2 separate regions of the Sus scrofa genome follow, and region 1 is linked to region 2. A link is a contact called in public Hi-C data. All regions are on one chromosome and are shown on one strand. Each heading gives the region's core, a stretch centred on a gene start, on an enhancer-like site or on the middle of the called end of the contact. The rest is flanking DNA. Distances are from core to core; before and after follow the strand shown.

The links. Hi-C and Micro-C count contacts between places; a contact is called where the count stands out from the background.
Region 1: a contact with region 2 is called in a Hi-C map of liver, with 2.2 times the contacts expected there. The contact joins two enhancer-like sites. A contact is called at or near these places in 1 of 5 promoter capture datasets (liver), 15 of 47 Hi-C or Micro-C datasets (alveolar macrophages, blood, embryonic fibroblasts and 10 more) and 2 of 2 datasets of contacts at active chromatin or transcription factors (alveolar macrophages and skeletal muscle).

Annotation. Positions count from the first base shown.
Region 1 is chr14:132,009,381-132,015,998 of Sscrofa11.1, forward strand. PLEKHA1 (pleckstrin homology domain-containing family A member 1) reads left to right here. Exons shown (of 13, transcript XM_005654150.3): 10 at 378-441; 11 at 2,204-2,293; 12 at 3,549-3,589; 13 at 4,914-6,618. The coding sequence ends at 5,118. Among named protein-coding and RNA genes, the nearest start is that of HTRA1, 30 kb to the right of the region's middle. Within about 2 kb of position 5,136, at least 7 of the 83 cell types and tissues checked have an H3K27ac peak or open chromatin away from gene starts, as enhancers often do. A contact at or near this core is called in liver, where this site is marked.
Region 2 is chr14:131,935,784-131,942,385 of Sscrofa11.1, forward strand. No RefSeq gene overlaps it. Among named protein-coding and RNA genes, the nearest start is that of PLEKHA1, 22 kb to the right of the region's middle. Within about 2 kb of position 2,843, at least 1 of the 83 cell types and tissues checked has an H3K27ac peak or open chromatin away from gene starts, as enhancers often do. A contact at or near this core is called in liver, where this site is marked.

The DNA of each region.
Region 1 (6,618 bases), core at 3,886-6,385, 76 kb after region 2:
TTTTTTTTTTTTTTTTTTTTTTTTTTTTGTCTTTTTGCCATTTCTTGGGCTGCTCCTGCAGCATATGGAGGTTCCCAGGCTAGGGGTCGAATTGGAGCTGTAGCCACCAGCCTACACCACAGCCACAGCAACGCGGGATCCGAGCCGCATCTGCAGCCTACATCACAGCTCACGGCGGATCCTTAACCCACTGAGCAAGGCCAGGGATTGAACCCGCAACCTCATGGTTCCTAGGCAGATTCATTAACCACTGAGCCACGATGGGAACTCCTCATTTTTTTCTTATTGATGCATATTTGATACTGGGCAAACAAGTGAAAGAAAAACTGTCAAACAACTGCTGTTTAAATACAACTGGAAAATTTTTTTGTCAACAGTGACATAATGATGAGGGACAACCTCTTTGAAATTGTAACATCGTCTCGAACTTTCTATGTGCAGGTAAGATACTACTTTGGCGATTATAGATCCTCCTAACAAGAAATTAGTCATTTTAGAGGTAAAATGAACACAAATAAATGTGTTGCTCATAAAAATAAGCAAAAAATATGACAAATAATACAAATGTAATTAATAAAACTTAATCATATAAAGATAATTGGCAGGTCATATATATGTTCAGCAAATAAGGATATTCTTTGCTGGAAATTTGTTGAATAATTGTTATTGGGAGGAAGGGAATTTAAATTATATCACTGTTTGGTAATTTTACAAAAAGGGAGGCCCAAATGTCCATAATAAAAGTACCCAGTAGGAGTTACTTTGTGGTGCGGTGGTGCGGTGGGTTAAGGATCCAGCATTATCAGTGCAGCAGCTCTGGTAGCTGCTGTGGCAGATTGGACCCCTGGCCCAGGAATTCCGTATGCTACAGCCAGAAAAATTAAATAAAAATAAATAATTCAGTATTAAAAAAAAAAGTATGCAGTAGATCTTATAATTTCAGGAATGATAGGTAGGTATCCTGTATTTAAGTTTAAAATACATTTTTTACTTACCAGATTGATTTGTTTAGATAAATTATTTAAAAGAACATTTGTTTTATGAAAGTTCTTACATATGCTTATTGCAGAAAATTTAGAAAATACAGAAAAATAGGAAGACAAATGTTGTATTTTATTAAACAAACTCCACATTCAGGCAGCCGTTTTTTTCCTTCGTGAGGACATGTCTGTTTATGACAGGCAGGAGCATATGAAGTATTGTGGTATATATATCCTTTCGTTTACCATAGTCATTTTTTTCCCATGACATTAAAATTCTCTGAACACCTTTTAGAATCATATTCTCATGCATGAATGTTTCACAATTAAGCTGTTCTCTGCTGCACTCTTACTGATCACTCAGTGATACAGTTTTTATACATTTACTGTGATAAAGTAATGTGGTGGTGAACACTTTGTGCACAAATTTGCCTGATTTTCCTACTTTATGATGTTTCTAGAGTGAGAATAACTATCTGAGCATGAACCTTATTTTGCCAAATTGATTTCTAGACCGGTGCTCCTGTTTGCGGTGAATCACTGAAAGTATACCCTACCTTTGCCTCCTTTGAGTTTTTCCTTTTAAGAATTCTCGTTACTGTCGTTAACTCAGAAGTGTTACTTGTATCTTTAACTTTTTTAAACTTCTAGATTCTAGAATCTAGAAGCGAAGAGCAGTACCTCTCCACCCCTCTGCGGGCCTTCATCGGATGAAAGTCAGAGAGAGGTTTTTAATGTACATGGGAGCCCTGGTCCTATCAAGGAAGATGAGGCTTTGGAAAGTGACTACCAGTACCTCTTTTAGGGGTAGGGTACTCTTAGAAATGGTTTTTAGAAAAATGATGATGTGAAAATGGTTTTAGAACTGCACAATTACAGAGAGATTCTTCTTGAAAATTCAGACAGTATAGCAGGAGGAGAGCAAAATGAGAAGATCTTGCTCTGACTTCTTCCCCTCCTTGTTTTCTCTCTAGAATTATTCATATTGAGACTTTTCAATGTGTCTCATCTTAAAACACTAAATGCCTGGCTTACATCTCTATGTAATAACTTACCCAGCAAAACCTGGTTTAAAAAAAGTGGTTTCTAAAATTTTGGGGCAGTCGTTGCATTGGAATGATTTTATTGTTGACATTATTAATTACCAAAATGAATACACAGGTTTTATAGACAGGAGCCAATTTTGCGGAACACCTGACTGAATGGCTCCTTCCTTCCCTCAGGCCGATAGCCCGGAAGAGATGCACAGCTGGATTAAAGCCGTCTCTGGCGCCATCGTAGCACAGCGGGGGCCCGGCAGATCCGCTTCCTCTGTATGTTCCCTCCTCTCTGGGGTGATACTCCCTTGGGACCCCTGATCCTGTCAAGTTATTTTTCTTCCTCTCCCCCTAATCCTTTTGGTTTCTTTCTGTTTTGAGATTTATCTGCATGTTGACTTTCATACCAATTGGACTTGCAAAAAAAAATAATGCGTTTCTAATTTAATGCTTCCTGTAGTGTTCTGTATACGTAACTTCCTGTGCATTGTATTGTCTTAAATGCACAAGCAGGGCAACTAAAGAATGAACATCTCCTTGTTTTGTTTTAGGAGTTCTTACTTGTCAGTAGGTCCAGATTTGGTATAATTTTACCAATTTTTAGGAGGGTATTTGGCCTGATCACGAAAGGTTACCTTTAGTTGTAGCATTACACAGCTTTGTCACGGTCTCAATTTCCTTTTTACTTCCTATAATTTCAATTTAGGCTTTCCTTCATAGTTCCGTAAAAGAGTTGAGCAGCTCGAACCTTGAATATAATCTAGTATTCTCAGCTGGTGTTTTCCACTTCATGTTTTCATTCTCATTTTTTTTACTAGGTTAATTTAAGAAGCTGCTTTTTACTCTCTTAATTGTCTTTGTGGTAGTATAATAATAAAATTAAAACAGCTGAACATTCTCAGATAGTAAGAAGAATATTTTTACTTTTTAAGTTTATCATGTAAAGTTATGTCATAGGAATAAGTAAGATCTGGCTTTAGAATACTTTGGTCACTGATCTCTGATCTGAAAATACAAATTCTACCAAGAAATGAAAAACTTTTCGGTGCCTTGAAGCACAGCCCATGCATCTGCAGTAGGTAGTTTAATATGTAGCATGAAAGCCTTTATTATCTGGACTCATGGTCAATGCTAGACATTCTGCACTTTAGGTATTTTCCAGTGTTGCAGTAATATTGTCTTTTAATAGTTTCTTGTTAGAAATAGCTATAGATCAGTAAATACAAATCCATTTTTTCTCATTTTTCAAGTGGTTTTTCCTACATCGTTTTGGGACTCTCTTACAGTATTTTCGTAGGGGTTCATTTGGTAACTGCCTGTGTGTTATGTGCCCTTTTCAGCAGTCAAGTATGAGACTCTCTGCAAAAACAATGTCTGTCGGGAAGAGGAAAAGTTGGAGAAGGGCGTTTGTGTTTCGTGCTTTGTGGTGGGGGCAAGTTGGACTGTCCACCTGTAACTATCAGCAGAACTTTCTTTCCTCCCCCTCCCCAGTATAGGTTGACTCTAATCCTAGCTTTGCACTGTGTTCCAGATGCGGCAGGCCAGAAGGCTGTCGAACCCTTGTATACAGAGGTATACGCCAAGAGCTGGGGAATGCAGCACGTATGTGGGCTCTCACGCAGACGTGCCTTCTTACTAGAGGGCCCGGACTTACTCACTACTGACCACTGATTCTAGAAAGTTGAGTTAACCAGACTGCCTTCTGCAGTGACCGTAACTGACTTTGTCAGCACTAACGCACACCCTCTCACTGCCGTCATCAGGTTGGATATGCAGCTTTAAAAAAGATCAATAATGAAGAAAGTAGAACTTTACCAAATGAGAAGGTCGTATCTATCTTCGGAAACTAAATTATTGATGGCCACGGGAGTTTCAATTTCTGTAGTTTATGTACTTTGTGATTTTTTGTACTATACCACTCGAAGTGCACCTTTATGGTAACACTGTGTGCAGACTCATGCCTGCGTATGCATTGGATAGACTGCATGCACGGCGTCTCACACCTCAGGTGAAACTTGGCTAGCTAATGGGAATCTGTGGTGTTTCGGTGATTGTAGCACTTTTTTTTTTTTTCTCAAAGCTACTAATGTCACAAATGCACACGGTATACTAGGAACTATATGGCAATGCATTTGGAAGGGTCGTGTTTAAGATTATCTTCAGATTTGATTTCATTAGAAGCATATTGAAGTTAAAATTCGCAGTAATTTTACCACAGCTTTAATAAATGCTTAAATATGTACCCTTTGCTACCTTTAAAATCTCAAGCCATATGAACGTATGCCATACGCAAAAACAAATAATTCAGTACGAAGTGAAAAGACTGCTGTTATTTGTGGCAGTAAAATTCAGGGAAGCAAAAGCTAAATTTGTGAGGCTGCCAGGCAAAACAATAGGTTTGAAAAATGTTGCGTTCTGCTCATTAAAGAAAGAAGGACCTTTAATTTTTATATTCTGCATTTTCATTTTTTAGTCTTTCTAGAATATGTGGAATAATTCCTAGTGTTAGTGAGAATAGACTGAAATAAAATGGCGAAGCTGGTAGGCCCGCAGTTAAAACAGTTGAGTTGCAATTGGAACACGGCTTTCCTGTTGAGGCTGACTGTGTCTTCAGAGTGTCAGAGCTGACACATTTGGCGTTGGTGACAGAGCTGGTTTCTTAGCGGAAATGGTTGTTGGCTGTCATTGCTCTAAACTCACTCCTAAAAATGCATTGCTTTGGGCTAGAACTTGCACACGTCTGCTGCATGGCTCATGCTTCTGCTCTGTGTGTGTGTGTGTGTGTGTGTGTGTGTGTGTTTTGTTCTGTTTGTTTTTCAGAGGATAAAGTCTCACACTGAGTGACTGACCTTGTCCCCAGTGCCCAGCCGTGTCTGACCTGCCCTCCTCTTTGCAGGAGCCTTCCGGCTGTCCTTCCGAACCCAAACGCGCTGGCCGCCCGGCCTACGCAGCCGCCTCACATTCCACAGCCGCTCGCAGCAACTCTTTGGTCTCAAGCTTTACCGTGGAGAAGCGAGGATTTTACGAATCTCTTGCCAAGGTCAAGCCAGGGAACTTCAAGGTCCAGACTGTCTCTCCAAGAGAACCAGCTCCCAAAGTGACTGAACAAGCTCTGCTAAAACCTCAGCGTAAAGACGGCCCTCAGGAACCAGACTGTGACCCCGTGGACTTGGATGACGCTAGCCTTCCAGTCAGTGACGTGTGAGGGAGGCACCCGAAGCCTGACCCCCCGTTTAGCCCTCAGTGTCCTTGCACGAGGCTTCTAGCCAAAGATGACAAAGGGGAGAGGGTTTCCATGCATATAGCCTCGTAGACGCACTCTTTCTAAGCTGGTAAACCAAGAATCTAGGACGTAGCCAAACGAAATGTAACTTCTTGAAAGAAAGAAAGAAACCTTAAGTGTCTCAGCATCAGCTGTCAGCAGCTTTGTTCTCACTGGGGTGGTAAAAACGTGTGTGCAACCTCTTTTCCTAGTGAATTTGACAACTTCAGTGTTCCACAGTTTAAACCATTAACAAGGCTTATTAATTATTTTGGTTGTTTTAAAAATGCTACTGTGATTTCCTATTAAATGTTCAATCTTTACACATTCGTGCTGGTTAATATTATTGAATGAAATATTGCCAGGCAAATATACCTAAAACTCATGACGCGTCTGGGTGCTGTAAAATTTATACTGCGGTGTGGACAGTTTTGAAATGGTCACCATTTTTGATGCTGTGGATCCCAGGTGAGTGGTAGGTTTTGCATAGGGGATGTTATTGGACTGTTAGGGTTGTGGGTTGTACTGGGGTGGAGGAAGGGGGGAAATGAGAAATCAAACAGTCGTGTCTCAGACATTGGTTTGTAAAAGCTTAATCAAGACCTGGCAGACGTCATCGCTTTATTCAGTGAAAATTATTTGGTATGAAATTTCTGGAAGATCTGATTTGCTTGTCAAAGTTTTGTAAATAGGTCTTATTTCTGTACGTGGATCAGCGAACGACCTCAAGTTTATATGTAAAGACATGCAGCCCTTAGTCCTGTGATCATAGCCTTTGCTTTTTGTCACTAATACCCTATATTCAAGTGCCTGTGTTTTCCATCTTGTCGAGGAATGTTTGAGATGAATGTGCTCAGAAGGCCTGCATGTGATTGGTTTTAAACAGTTGGGATGAAATTAATTTTCAGTAGCATAGTTTAACATATTAAATAAGAAACCATTTTGTTTTAGACCAGAATGTTGTCATTCTCCTGTCTGTGCAATATATCTGTTTTAGCACACAGATCTGAGTAGACCTTTAATCATGGGCTGTCACAGATGTGAGCGCCTCTCGAAAAAAATCATTAGTTTCGGGTGTTGAGTAACAGACCAGTTTGACCAAGTACTGTTTTTAACGGTTCAGTCTTAAACATTTGCTTTAAGAAAATAGTCTTGAATTTCACATGCTGCTATTTGTATGCTGTTTTGCCATATTGCAAGTACTGTCTTGTTTTGAATTCGTACATGTCACCATTTCTGCTCTTCATTTTCTAAGATGACTTCTTTGGAAAAGAGATTTCTTACTAGGGTGGTGGGGTCCCGAGGTTACTATCTCTTACACCAGAATTATAACATCAGT
Region 2 (6,602 bases), core at 1,593-4,092:
TTCAAAACTTGTAGAGAGGGCCGGGAGAGGGGAGTGAGCGGGAGAACCCCTTTGTTTATGAAAGGTCATGGCCTTCTGGAAGTGGAAACCAGCCCCCAAAATCTCAAACCTTCTAGACCAGAGCCTCCCGGAGACCTTTAGGGGCCATGCTGCCTGCAGTGGGAACCAGTTCTATTTCTTCCCCAGTCCACATCAGATTGACACTTCTAGAAAACACGGGGAACAATGAATGCCTGGAAAAACAAAGACAAAATACGACCTCAGTGCCACGTGTCTCTATGTCCAACAACTTCAAAATGCCACACACATTTCTAAATGCTGACTCCCAGTTTCTGTACATATGCCACTGAAGGTGATTAATAAATGTGGGGAGTTCCCATGGTGGCTCAGCAGTAACAAACCGGACTAGTATGCATGAGGACATGGGTTTGATCCCTGGCCCCGCTCAGAGGGTTAAGGATCCAGCGATGCAGTGAGCTGTAGCATAGGTCTTAGATGCAGCTTGGATCTGGTGTTGCTGTGGCTGTGTCCTAGGCTGGCAGCTGCAGCTCCAATTTGACCCCTGGTTTGGAAACTTCCATATGCCACAGGTTTGGCCTTAAAAAAAAAAAAAAAAAAAAGACAGAAAGAAAAAGAAAAAAGAAAGGAAAAAAGGAAAGGGAGCTCCCATCGTGGCTCAGTGGTTAACGAATAGGACTAGTATCCATGAGGTCGTGAGTTTGACCCCTGGCCTTGCTCAGTGGGTTGAGGATCCAGCGTTGCTGTGCGCCGTGGTGTAGGTTGCAGACACAGCTGGGATCAGGCGTTGCTGTGGCTCTGATTGGACCCCTCGCCTGAGAACTTCCACATGCTGCCTGTGCGGCCCTAAAAAGAAGAAAAGAAGGAAGGAGGAAACAGTGATGTTAGAGCTAGAACTGGGTCCCTGGTACCTAGAAGAATGCCTGATACTCGCTAAATAAGTGTTGAATAAGAATACACATCGAAATGTAGCTGCAAGTCAAGAGAATGGAGCCTTATTGTTACATGACCTGAGGCCAAGAAGGAGACACGACTCCTTTTCCATAATGAAGCCTAGGAGATCTGTTTGCCAAAGCTTCACGGGGGCGGGGGGGGGGGGGGTCTGAAAGTTAAGCATCCTACCCTGAGTGCAGCTCTTTGGGAGGGTCCCCAGCCCCCCCCAGGCCCTGCAGCCCAGAATCCAGTAGAGCAAGGGGTGACCATCTCTGGAGGCAGGACCTGGGAGAGAGAGGGAGAGATAGAGCCAGAGAGACACAAGACCAGACAAGGGGCAAAGACACAAGACCCCGGGGGTGGGGGTGGGTCTCCCAGCCAGGGAGTGGCTACCTGTGCCCAGGTCAGAGGTCAGGGGAATTGCATACATTGGAGAATCCCTGGGATATCTGACACCTGCACATCCCTTGGAACATGTGGCACCTGAGATCAAGGACAGACTGGACACTTTCTGGGGCTCCTTCTATGAGTTTTTTTGCTACAGTGACCTCCAGACACCATGACTCTGGACCGTCCTACCCGTCGCCTTTTCCACCATAAGGAGCCCAGTGTTGGGACTGCCGGAATGATTGACTCCAGACTGCACAGGAGGTTCAGTGCCTGTTTCCAGGCACTGCGTGTGGCCAGGGGACAGTCGGGTGGCTGGTTAGGGCTCCAGGGAGTGAGGAATGGACAAACCTCCTCTGTAGGAGAGGATGGGGGGTGGTTTAGTGGCCACTCACCTTAACTTCGTCCTCTTCTTTTCTTTCTTTCTTTTGTCTTTTTAGGACTGCACCTGTGACATATGGAAGACTAGGGGTCGAATTGGAGCTGTAGCCACTGGCCTATGCTACAGCCACAGCAACACCACATCTGAGCCTCATCTGTGACCTACACCACAGCTCATACCACACAGCTCAATGCCAGATCCTTAACCCATTGAACAAGGCCAGGAATCAAACCTGCATCCTCATGGATGCTAGTCAGGTTCGTTTCTGCTGAGCCACGATGGGAGCTCTTCGTCCTCTTTTCTATGCATGCGCCTCACTAGGTAGAGACCCAAATCCGTAAATGACTAAGAATGTATGAGCATCTTGTTTGATCTCACAGTCACACCCAGGAGGTTGCTATAGCCATGTCCATGTCACTTGTAAGAAAACCCAGGGCCTAGGTGAAGGGAATTATTCCATGGTTGGGGTGTAGCCGATCTTGAACTCAGAACTGAGCTTCTCCTACTTTTCAGAATCAGCACTGTACCCACGACCCCAGCGACTGCTCAGCGGGGAAAGTAGAGGCCCTGATGGCCAAGGGGATGCTGTGGGCATGCGCTGTAGGAAGATCATGCTGTTACCTGGCTCTTCATGTTCTCCTATCTCTAGAACCACCCTGCCCACCAAGGCTTGGATATGCTTTAGCGAGATTTGCTCCAGAGTCAGGGTGGCTTTAGCTGGCTGTGATGAGGTCCAGCCCATCCAAAGCCATCTGGTCCCTCCTTGACCTGGAGTTGGCCTGCTGGCATGGAGGAGAGCCCTGCCTCTGGACCTCACCTGGGTATAGGCCAGAGCCCATGGCCGCGGCATGATCTGAACCTGTCCTCTATGTGCAGTGTTGTTAAAATTCTCCAGGTTATATCTTCAAAAGTTACAACCATTCTGCCCTCCAGGCTATCGTCTTTGCAGCTTTGTTTTAATAACTATCATGTTTGTCCCCCCAGCTCTCAAGAGTCATCAGTGTTCTGGGAAGGTGGCCACATTGATTGTGTATTTTTCATGGATTCCAGCATATCACCTTTGGTCTTTGCTGGGAATTGATGAACTGAGTGGTTTGAAAAGCTTGGGATTGGAGGATTCTCCTCCGGAAGCTCTGAGCTGAGGGCCCTGAACTTCACTGGGTGCCCGTGGGATTGAGGGAGCACCTGCCACTGAGCTCCAAGCACGTGGACCAGGACATGCTGGACATCTGCTCAGCCCACAGGCAGGGCCCAAAGCCCATCTTCCAGCAGCACTGCCTACTGCCTGCAACTGGGAGCATTTCCTGGTTCTCCTCCCCTTGTGGCAACCCAACCACAGCTGGGACATGGGGGAGGGAGTAGCTGAACCTGAAGGGATAAAGGCTTGATAAAGGGATAAAGGATGGAGGGAGATACCATGAGTCCTAGTAACAACAAAATAAAAATGATGTTGCCTTTGTATCAGAATAATAACAATAACAATAACTAAGATTCATTGAGTTTACTATGTGACAGATCCCTTGAAAACTGACCCACATACGTCATTTCATTTAATCTTTAAATAACCCTGCAAGCTTCCAGAAAACTTTCTTTCTTTCTCCCTTTTTCTTTCTTTCCTTCCTTCCTTCCTTCCTTCCTTCTTTCTTTCTTTCTTTCTTTCTTTCTTTCTTTCTTTCTTTCTTTCTTTCTTTCTTTCTTTCTTTCTTTCTTTTTCTTTTCTTTCTTTCTTTCTCTCTTTCTTTCTCTCTTCCTCTTTCTCTCTTTCCTTCTTTCTTTCTCTTTCTTTCTTACTTTTTCTTTTTTTGGGGGTGGCTGCACCTACGGCTTATGGAAGTTCCCAGGCTAGGGGTTGAATTGGAGGTGAAGCTGCTGGCCTACAGCACAACTCACAGCAATGCCGGATCCTTAACCCACTGAGGGAGGCCAGGGATCGAACCCAAGTCTTCATGGATATTAGTTGGTTTGTTACATCTGAGCCATGACAGGAACTCCACCTCTTTATCTTCTCTTTACAAATAAGGGAAGGAGGCACAAAGAGGTTAAGAAACAGTCTCTAAGTCACACAGCCAAGCAGCAGCAGAACCAGGACTAGCAGGGGACTGTTGGACTCCAGGGCTCTTGGCCATGGCCCTCCTGGAGCAAAAGGCCCTCCTTTTGCCACTCCACTGAAAACTGCCTTTGAAGCTGGCTTTGAACAAGGCAGGAGATACCTTTCAGACTGTAAGAACAGTCTGGAGCCGTGGAAGGTAATGGCTGACTCGTGATTGATGAAATTAATTTTTAAAAAATCTACGGCCCACGAATAACGTTTAAGTTCATCTTGACTGAAATTTACTTCATCATTTTGAGAGTGGAAAACCATTATCTTTCTGATAGGCTTGAGTTGGCGGATGCATTTAAAAAGCATTCCTGGTAAATTAAAGGATCTTTTTGCCCTCTCTTGCTGAATGAAAAGCCAATAGAGCACGTAATTGTCCAAAGAAAAATGGAAAGTGCTGACCTTGAGGGAGAATTATGTCTGGACAGAGTTTGTAGTGACCGTGTGATAAAACCTCAGAAAAAAGCCCTGGCCTAATTATCTGACCACAGGCCTGTCCATCTGCCTAGATCCCACCATTAGACATCTGTTCTTTTGGGATTTCTTATCGTGGCTCAGTGGTAATGAACACAACATGAGGATGTGGGTTCAATCCCTGGCCTCACTGAGTAGGTTAAGGATCCAGGGTTGCTGTGAGCTGTGATGTAGGTCGCAGACACAGCTCGGATCTGGCATTGCTGTGGCTGCGGTGTAGGCCAGTGGCTGCAGCTCCAATTCAAGCCCTAGCCTGGGAACCTCCATATACTGTAGACACAGCCCTAAAAAGACCAAAAACAAAAGGACTTTGGGTTAGAGGCAGGAATAAACTTCCTTCTGTTATTTATCACTAGAGAATGCTGATAAACACTGAATGTCATAACAAAATGAGAATTTAAAATAACTATGATTAACTCAGGTCCCTAAAGGTACAGAGAATTACTTATCTGAAAGTTCTTTGTGCATAATATCTCACATTTTAAAAATTAGACTAGGAGTTCCAAGGTGGCACAGAGGGCTAAGGATCTGGCATTGTCACTGCTGTGGCTTGGGTCGCAGCTGTGGCGTGGGTATTTATTCATTTATTTTGCTTTTTAGGGCCACAGTTGCAGCATATGGAGGTTCCCAGGCTAGGGGTTGAATTAGAGCTGCAGCTGCTGGCCTCCACCACAGTCACAGCAATCCAGGATCTGAGCTGCATCTGCGACCTACACTGCAGCTCACAGCAATGCCAGATCCTCAACCCTGAGACCAGGAATCAAACCCCCAACCTCATGGTTACTAGTCGGATTCGTTTCCTCTGTGCCACAGTGGGAACTCCCAAAAGTGAAACATTTTAAAGCAGCCAGAGAGAAATGATGCATCACTTAGGGGGGCAAATAAAAGAAAGAAAAAAAAAGGCATTTGAATTAGTGCAGATTTTTCCATCAAAAACCATGGAAGCCAGAAGGAAGTGGCACAGCACTTTTTTCAAGTGTGGAAAGCTAAAATCCACCAACTTGGAATTCCATATCCAGGGAAAATATCCTTCAGGTTGAAAGGGAAATCAAGACATTCTCAGATGAAGGGAGATTAAGATGTGTTGCTTGTAGACATATTCTAGAAGAATGACTCAAGACGTTTTCCAAGCCCAAAGAAATGACAAAGTGAATGGTGCCAAAACTCGACCTCTGTCCACTGGTGCCAAATAGAAACACAGAGACAGAGTTTGGGGCGAAGGAGGAAAAATAGCTCTGTTGCTTTGCCAGGCAAAGGAGCCACAACAGGCTAATGCCCTAAAGACTGTGTGCCCTTGGGGGAGATTAGGAAGTGGTTTTATAGCTGGGGAGTAGAAAACAGGGCCACAGATCAGGGCCGGTGCAAGCTTTCATTCTTCTTCAAGTTGGTTGGTGTTTAGGGCCCCAGGACTGGTTCTGGTGGTCCTCCGCTCCTGTTTTCTTCTTGGGGGTTTTAGTTCTGCAGAAGGACTCACAGATAGTGTTATGTGTATTTCTAGAGGAGGGCCCAGGACCCTGCCCCCAGGCTGCACTATTGTCTCTTGGTCTCTGCAACCCCTCCCTTCCCTGATGAGCAGTGTGTTGGAACCTGCTCTTTGGAGCTCAGGGAAGGCCTTGGGGCTGAAGCTTATTTCCAAAAAACAAGAAATGGGGGACACAGAAAGCTTGTGCCCAGGAGCTCCACAGAGCCCTGTTCAGTTTCATAAGGAATCTTGGATATCATTACACACTTAGAATTGCCTTTTTTTTTTTTTTTTTTTTTTTTTTTTTGTCTTTTTGCCATTTCTTGGGCTGCTCCTGCAGCATAAGGAGGTTCCCAGGCTAGGGGTCTAATCAGAGCCATAGCCGCCGGCCTACACCAGAGCCACAGCAACATGGGATCCAAGCCACGTTTTTGACCTACACCACAGCTCACGGCAATGCCAGATCCTTAACCCACTGAGTAAGGCCAGGGATCGAACCCACAACCTCATGGTTCCTAGTCGGATTTGTTAACCACTGCGCCACAATGGGAACTCCCCAATTTTTTTTTTTTAATGAGGATACCCAACACTGGTTATGCTATGGAGGAACTGGGTCACATACATTACTGGTGCAAGTGCAAAATCTGGAAAAGGGTTTTGCAGCTTTTTTTTTTTTTAAACCAAAACTAAACATATAATTACCGTATGACACACTGATTTCATTCCGGGGCATTTAACACAGATAAATGAAGATTCTATCCTCACAAAAATCCATACAAGATTTTTTAACCATAATAGCTCCAGGTGGAAACAGCCAAAAAGTCCTTCACTCGGTGAATGATCAAACC